2 separate regions of the Macaca fascicularis genome follow, and region 2 is linked to region 1. A link is a contact called in public Hi-C data. All regions are on one chromosome and are shown on one strand. Each heading gives the region's core, a stretch centred on a gene start, on an enhancer-like site or on the middle of the called end of the contact. The rest is flanking DNA. Distances are from core to core; before and after follow the strand shown. Region 1 holds the start of LYRM4 (LYR motif containing 4). Region 2 overlaps LYRM4 (LYR motif containing 4).

Region 1 (4,256 bases), core at 840-3,339:
GCCCATACTGAAACCCATTTTCAATTTGCTGCCTTTCAGGTACAGCCTTGAATGATTTTCCTAAAGTTTGAATGATTTTCCTCTTCAGTTGGCAATTACTCATTTGAAAACACTTGGGCCTCATTTGCTCATAAATCATTTCCAAACAGAATTTCAGAAATGGAAGGGTCCTTAGAGATTGTCTAGTCCAACAGTCTATTTCATAAACAAGAAAACTGAAATATGGAGATTGAATAACTTGTCCAAGTTATAGTCTTCGAGGGCTCCACCTTGACTTTCCTACGTGCTCTCACGTAAGACTCTCACTGCCAGTGTGAACTGCCTACTGATTCCAAGTCCTTGTGTATCCTGAGTAAGCTTTATGACAAACTATCTTACTCCAGACTATGGTGAAATCAAATGCTTTCTATTTATTTAACTTGCATATTTCATGTGTTTCCTCAACAGACTTGGTTAAGTACTTGATGCTAGATGTTTGGTTAATTCTTGCTAAAGTTCCACCAGTATGCCTATTTTTACACTCTTTATCCTTCAGAGTCAAAGTCATTAAGTAAAATCATTCTCTCCCATGAAATTTTACCACTTAACTGGGTGGATACAACCTCAGTGGCATGACACAGATGCTGTTTTCAAATTTGCAGGGTGAGTACATTTTCTAGGCAGGTTTCTAAAAATTTGAGAATCATTGCTTAAGAGGCTTAGTGTTCCTGTCCTCTGACCGAGGTTGTACTGGGCAGACCCATCTCAGGGCCTGCCAGCTCACACACCTGGTGGAGCGCGGCCTACCTAACCAGGTGTGTTCCAAGGGTAGGCTCTGCTCTTATGACATCCAATCCACAGTCTGGCCAGTCACCTAAGGGGGCCTTGGGGTAAAGAGATGAGTTGATCCAATCAGATTCTTTCTCATGGGAATATGGCTCAAACTCAGAGAGGAGCAGGTAGTTAGTAAAAACAAAACAAAACAAAAAACAAACCTAAAAAAAATGCAGAGAGAATCCATAAGAAAATGATGGGTCACAACCAGCAACACTGTGAAAGCAGAGGTTCTGAATTACAAAAAACATACAAAGAGTAACAATAAAAGACTCATAGGCAAATAGGGAAATGGGGAGGCGTGGGAAAAAGTGAATGTGTTATATTAACGATGTAAGAGTTTAGGCCCTCAGTATTCTGCTGTCAAGGTCCAGGAAGCGGGATCTCTGTCTGGTGAGCCAGGATAAACTGTTTCAGCTCTAAAGCTTGAGACGCTTTTTCCTTTACCGCTACACGTTTCCACCGTACCCTAAATAGAATGGATTTGATTCTTGCAACCAAAAGAACTCATTACGACACCCAGGAAATTTTAGGGAGCTGCTAAAGTGTGCCTTCAGCTTTGTCGCTGTGTGCAACTCACTGGCCACTTCCACTCTCAACTCTTCCAGCTCAAGGGAAGTTTTACATATGCAACACATTGGCCTTAACTTCACCAATGGCTGATTTCCATCCTTTTTTTTCTCTTCTGCAGAAACATAACACTAATTATGCTCCTAGAACAACTACCAAGATAGTCGTTAGGGGGAAAGCGTCACAGGACACGAACGTCTTCCCTGATAGAAACAAGGGCTCCTCCCCGAGGTCTCAGAGGCCACACCTGTAGGTAGGAGCACGCTTTTCGATGGCGGAGCCCGGTCCTTGCCTCGCGGACGCCGGCGCAGGACAGTGGCTCCCAGTTCCCGGGGACATTCCACGGCAACCCACATCCCCGGTCCCCGGCCCCTGGCCCCCGGTCCCCGGTGCCCGCTGGGTCACCTGTAATTGTAGGAGCTGAAACGCTTGCTCTCTCTCAGCATCGCCCGGTACAGATCTAACACTTGTGCGCGACTGGAGGCTGCCATTTTGGAAAGAAAAAAAATTAACGGGTCCTCTTCGCCGAGGTCCCAAGTACGACCCAACCTCGGAACTCCAGCCTGTGCAGAAACCACGCACGAAATAAAATGCAGCGGCTCGACCTTGCCAGCGGGCCGGTCCTAAGCCTAAGCCGGCAGCCCTGCGGACCGCAGACCGCGCCGGGCGTCCCGCGCCGCTTCGGGGGCGGGCGAAGGCAGGGCTCGGGGCAGCTAAAGGGGCGGTGCAAGGAGGGAGATGCCTCCGCCCCGCCCCGCTCCCGCCTCCGCCCCCGCCGGGAGGCTCGGGATCCAGCAGCATCTCCACGCGGCCGGAGGGCGAGAAAATAAGAGGCCCGGCCGCCCGTGCATCCAGCCAAGCTCCTGGGGGACGGATATTGGGGGTCCGGGCATTCGAGGGACGTGCAGTTGCATCACGGAGAGCCTTTGCGAACCGTCTGGGGTTTTGGCGGAGACATTTGTGTTTCGGGGCGCAGCGCCCCTTTGTGCCTTTAGAAGGCCGCGTTGCCCGGGTTACCGAAGGCCGCCGCGTCGACGCCCCGCCCCTAACAGCCCCGCCCACGCTGGCGGCGGCCGCCCTCGCCGCTGCCTGAGAGACCTTGCGGGATTTCAAGGGTGACTTAACTTCGCCCGATCATGGTCGGCAGGGTGGGATTTATTGGCATTCCTTGGGCCGGGGGATGCGACGTCTGGGTGTGGAGGTGATGAGACAGGGGTTCCGTGGCACTCCGGCTCTGCTCAGGGCGACCTGCGTAGGGGCCTCCGGGGCAAGGCCCGCTTTCTGTCAAAATGGCAGCGCCCAGCGTGCACGGGTATCTCTGAAGTTGGGGTTTAAGATTCTTGCCCGTGAGAGCCTACGAGCCTGCCGTGCTTCTGATTTTGAAATACCTGGGTCTGGGTTTCCCGGGCGAGCGGTGGGTGAGTGCCGACCTCGTTGCAGCCTGGGGTAGGACGTGGGCGGTTCGTGTGGTTAGGGGGTTACATTGGCCATGGATTTTTTCCTCTTTCCGGATGTGTTTTTGCTTTTGAGTGAAGAGTCCCCGTGGTTTTGTAGTCTAATAAATGCGTAAAATGCAGCTTGGGCTCTAGACTTCGGAGAATAATTTGAGCCCGTTAGGGCTTTAGGCGTTCTCCAAGAAGCGGAGCAAGTTTTCAACCATGGCTTTCTTAAGAAGACTTCAACTTTTTTGAATCATTTTATTAAAGTGGTGGATAAAGTTGCTTTTTCTGATCTTTGAGCATGGGACTGGACGCTGGAAGCTTCAGCCAGTTCTAGTTACTGTGTTTGCAAAGCACTTTTCTTGTTTTTGGAATCTTGCTTTATGTAATCAACCTTAGGAAGAACCCCACCTTTCCGCACTCGAGCACAGCGAGGAGTACCTTATGCATAAAAACAAAACAACTTTGCATTAAAATCCATCTTTCTCCCAACCGCTTGGTCACGGTTGTGTTCTCATCTGCTTTAGTGTATTTGGTTTTAAAACGATAAACTTGCTGTATATCTAAGCAACTTTATATTTTCAGGAACTTTTTTTTCCCTTTTATTTATTTATTTATTTTTTTGAGATGGAGTCACTCTCCGTCGCCCAGGCTGGAGTGCAGTGGCAGGATCTCGGACTCACTGCAACCTCCGCGTCCCGGGTTCAAGCTATTCTCCTGCCTCAGCCTCCCGAATAGCTGGGATTACAGGCGCGCGCTACCTTGCCGAGCTAATTTTTGTATTTTTAGTAGATACGGGGTTTCACCATGTTGGTCAGGCTGGTCTCGAACTCCTGACCTTGTGATTCGCCTGCCTCAACCTCCCAAAGTGCTGGGATTACAGGTGTGAGCCACCACGCCTAGCCTCTATTTTCAGGAACTTTAAAGGCAGGAAACACTTCTCTGACCTTACCATTCTTTAGTGTACTTGCAACCTGGTGTCCTTGCATCCAGATATTCTTATTAATCCTGATGCAGTGACATTTTTTAAAAGGCACTGAAGAGAAAATACTTTCATTAAGATACCTTTAAGTCTCCTCCCTGACTTCTTGACAATCTCATGTCTGTGATTTTGTTTTTGTTTTTTTGTTTTTTTTTCAACAGGATAGCAAAACTTCTGTTACTTCCTGGTTGGTCAGGTCGTTGAGCAAATCTACCCTCGGGTTTATTGAAAAGTTTTGAGTTTTCCCTTTGGTATTTCTTAAAGGATCCAAGACCAAGGCAATTGCACATTGTTACAGAGTAAGATTCAGAGCTGATTTCTCTTGATACACTGTTGTGTGCTGGTGATATGAAATGATATGCGGCACCTTAAAGCTGCAACATTAATGCAAGTTGCTGATAGAGAATGCTATCAGAGTGAAAAGGAAAAACTTGAAGATTATTTTGGCTTGT
Region 2 (4,256 bases), core at 760-3,259, 120 kb before region 1:
ACTGAGATACAGGTGACTCTTGGGTGAGCGCTGGCCTCAGCTTGGACAAGAAAAAGAAGTGGCTTACGTGAAAGAAACATGTGAGGTGAGGCTGGGCACGGTGGCTCACACCTGTAATCCCAGCACTTTGGGAGGCTGAGGCGGGTGGATCACGAGGTCAGGAGATCGAGACCATCCTGGCTAACACAGTAAAACCCCGTCTCTGCTAAAAATACAAAAAAAAAATAGCCGGGCATGGTGGCGGGCACCTGTAGTCCCAGCTACTCGGGAGGCTGAGGCAGGAGAATGGCGGGAACCCCGGAGGCAGAGCTTGCAGTGAGCTGAGATCGCGCCACTGCACTCCAGCCTGGGTGACAGCGAGACTCTGTCTCAAAAAAAAGAAATATGTCAGGTGAATTTCCCAAACCAGATATTTAATCAGTCAGCTACCCATGGCCCCAGGAGCTGGGAAACCACTTCATTCCTGCCTGGGAGCAGGAGCTGAGTGTGTCTGGGGGCTGCAGTGCGGCGCTCACTCCCAGGCTGCCCGGCCTTCCCTGCAAACCTCCGTAATCCCTTCCCGCAGGTGTTTCTGTGAGGCCACGCTGGGTGACCTCTGAGGTCTCCTTTAGGTCTGTGTGCTGAGATGCTTTGATGTGACATGGGAAGCAGGTACAGGCTACAGAGTTTCTAGCAATGAGCCCAACGTGAGATTCAGTGTGATGGGGTGGCCCCCAGAGAAGGACACACTTCCCTGGGAACATATTTGAGAGATAAAAGGGCAGGCCCCATCTCCAGGTCTGGCGCTGGAAGACAGTTCCACAGAAAACAGAGAACAATGGGCACATCCCTGTGGAAAACACCAACCTGGCATTCCAAACACACAATGCATGTGTTGGCATTCCGTCTTTAGTCACTAACAGGTCATATGAGTTGGAATCTGAGGCAAGCTTTTCCTGCTCCTTTCTCCCATTTGCTCCCCACTCTTGGTTTCTCTTTTAGAACAAAGGAGAGAAAATGCAGTTTTGGTGAGTGCAGGAGCCAGCAGCATCTACAGCATTTCCCCCAGGTGGAGGCATGCGCCTGTGTAAGCGCCTTAGCTCACTGCCACTGCAAGCAGTGCTGTGAAGTCGGCACTATTATCGTTCTCATTTTGCAGGAGGGGAACTGAGGTTTATAAAGATTAATAAAACATGTGCTTAATTTCACTTGGTTAATATGTGGTGCAGCGGGAACGAAACCCAGCGCCTGACTCCAAAGTCAACGCTCTTCATCACTGCGACGGCGAGGGCGAGGCTGTGGAAATTCTCTGCCACACCCAAGGCCCCCAACCCACCAAGTAACAAAAAAGCCTCATCGAAAGGGAACGCAACAGGACCCCAGCCTTATGAGGAAAAAACATCACAGGAGACAAGGCTGCCAGGGAGGAGGAAAGAAAAATCATTTCCTGTTTTCATTCCTCTTGCCTATTCATATGAAATGGTAGAAAACATCAGAAAAGTCACCAATATGTCTTTCACATATGCCCACTTCATGTGGTCTTATTTATACCCACGGCTTCATCACCAATGCTCTAGTAATACTGACTGCTAGATGCAGGTTCCTAACTCAAGCCTGCAAACCAGCACATTCAGCCTTTAAATCCCCTCTAGAGTTCCTGCATTTCATTCCATTCCCTTCCCCTTGGCACTCTCTTCCCTCAGCCGTCAAATGATCTCTTGCTTGGAGTAGGGTTCTGCCTGGACACTATGCCTCCACGATCAACTCCACGATTAACTGTTCTCATGATGGCAATTTCTCCAGCACATGTATACATCCGATGACATTGCATCAGTGCTCCAAATATTCTAATGCCACCTCACGGCCCATGGTGCTTGTGGCACTGGATTCAGACCTGCCTGCCTCAGCACAGGCTGTGTCTCATCCAGCACACACCACAAGCCTGTGAGTTCGGGGGCAGTTTAGTAGCCTGTCTCCCTTGTTCAGTCCTAGCAAATGAACGGCTGAGAACTACATGAATCGTGCAAAGTGCTGACAGGTCCCTTACTGACGCCCTGTCCCTAAGGAAGCTTGACTCAGAGTAAAGAAGGGGCCTGTGCTGGGTCTGTTTCCATCTTGCATCGCATGTTATCTTCTGAGGGGTATTGTTATCTTCATGTTTTTTATTGGTGAAAACACAGAAATGCCAAGAAGTTAGATAGTAAACTTTTATGCAGTCCACAGAGCTGGAAAAGGGAGAGCCAGGATTTATACCCCCAGGCAAGACCTGGAGTGCTTGTGAAACACGGTCCCGCTCAGTGGCCCATTCCACAGCTGCCCTCCTTCCTTCTCAACACAGCCCCAATTTTCCCCTGAAGTGGGCCTCCTCCCAGCCTAGCCCCAAGCCATCAATCTTGCTCGACCTAAGGCTGTTGTGGTGCGGTCCAGCTACCTGTCCAGTGAACAGCTTAGGCATAACTGTACACCACAACTCTGGTCAACGTGGCTAGAGGAGGGGGTGCCTGGGCCTTCTGCAAAAGGGTTCTCTGCTCTCAAAAGAAGACATAAGTCAGGGGCTTTTCTATTGTTACTGTTGGACACTGCTAAACCGGAGCTAGGAGGTCGGTCTGTGGGCAGACTCACTGTTTATAAAATAATTCCAATACATTCTCACATCAGGGATTGAGAGAGAAAGTGAGAGACCATCAAAGATGGCCATTTTAGGTCAATTTACAGAAAAGCAGAAGGGCATGTGAGAGCTCAGCACTGGGATGGATGGAACGATTTCCCCATCATCTATCCCCCCCGAGGCAGGGGCTTTTCCTACTTGGGAGTCAAACCCCAGTGGCCTGCTGGAAGCCACTGGTACCAGGCCATTGGTATTACTTGAGTAGAATTGGGATTTATGTTTTCATGATGCTCCTAATTGGGTCACAGGTAAGCTTTGTTGTGATGTTTGTGTTTGAGCCCACAAAAACATTTTAAAGTAATTTAAACCTATGTGTTCGATACGAGCTCATTTTGTTACCTTAACAAAACAAGGATGTGCTGGGATTTTCTTTTCTTTAACCAGGTTAATGACTCTAGGAAGTAAACATGTGTAGTCATGGTCTAGCTCAAGTCACTCATGTCATAATATTTTAACCTGGATTTTGGGTTAAATAATGGAAAAAGTACCTAATTAGGCTACTAATAAATCACTTCAGGATTTCACCTAAAATGTCAGTGACCAGAAGTAGATGAGTATCCTCTTTCCCTGAGAACTGAGGATCAATGTGAGGTTACAGTTAAAACCATGGGTTATCAATGTCCATAGAATATACTGAACCTAGGTAAGTAGAAAAGGTTCTTGAATGGCCGGGCGCGGTGGCTCACGCCTGTAATCCCAGCACTTTAGGAGGCCGAGGTGGGTGGATCATGAGGTCAGGAGATCGAGACTATCCTGTGAAATCCCATCTCTACTAAAAATACAGAAAATTAGCCGGGCGTGGTAGCAGGTGCCTATAGTCCCAGCTACTCGGGAGGCTGAGGCTGAGGTGGGAGAATGGTGTGAACCCGGGGGGCGCAGCTTGCAGTGAGCCAAGATCACGCCACTGTACTCCAGCCTGGGCGACACAGCAAGACTCCGTCTCAAAAAAAAAAATGTCCTTGAATTTGCTTAACCAAATTTTATATATGCTCATGTGACTACCTGTTTTATACATGGATTCCTTTTAATCTCTGAAGGAAGACAAGAAACAGAGATACTAACATTCACAGTCATAAAATATTTCCCTGTAGAGACATCCATCTTCCCTCGCTTCTCTCCCTACTGCCTAAAGTTGCTTTGTTAGCAGGCCAAGTCAGACTTGGTCAACTGGGGGGTGAATTAGGCCCTTCTGTCTCACCGCTCCTTCCTTTTTAATTTTCCTGAGGAAGTAACAGTGTGGTAGTTATTAAGCCAGATTTTCCTGGAAGCTCCAGGTCTCATTAATAGCTGCACTGATGAGAGATTATTGTCCGACTTTTCTTTTGTAAATTAGTGGGCGACAGATTCCCTCCACATGCAGCGGGAAAACAATCTCTGTCTTCTTTTAGTTCCAGAACACACCAAGCTCTTTAGCACTCAGGGTCGCTGATAGTCTGTCCCTGCCCAGGCCACCTGCCCTCCCCTCCTCTCCCTTTACCTCACCTTACTCATCGCCAGGTCCCAGACTAAAGCGCTCCTGCTCATAGAAGACATCTGAGACGGGTGTCCCTGCCACCCTCCCAGTCCATCCTTTTGAACAGCACTTCTTACAGCTGGTTGTGTTTTACTT

The links. Hi-C and Micro-C count contacts between places; a contact is called where the count stands out from the background.
Region 2: a contact with region 1 is called in a Hi-C map of liver, with 4 times the contacts expected there. The contact joins the enhancer-like site here to the promoter of LYRM4 in region 1. A contact is called at or near these places in 2 of 2 Hi-C or Micro-C datasets (liver and skeletal muscle).

Annotation. Positions count from the first base shown.
Region 1 is chr4:167,737,876-167,742,131 of T2T-MFA8v1.1, reverse strand. It overlaps LYRM4 (LYR motif containing 4), which reads right to left and starts at 2,089. Exons shown (of 4, transcript XM_015449931.3): 1 at 1,789-2,089. The coding sequence starts at 1,874. FARS2 (phenylalanyl-tRNA synthetase 2, mitochondrial) reads left to right here and starts at 2,152. Exons shown (of 7, transcript XM_065544477.2): 1 at 2,152-2,522.
Region 2 is chr4:167,857,629-167,861,884 of T2T-MFA8v1.1, reverse strand. All of the region lies in intron 2 of LYRM4 (LYR motif containing 4), which reads right to left. Among named protein-coding and RNA genes, the nearest start is that of PPP1R3G, 59 kb to the left of the region's middle. Within about 2 kb of position 2,009, at least 2 of the 6 cell types and tissues checked have an H3K27ac peak or open chromatin away from gene starts, as enhancers often do.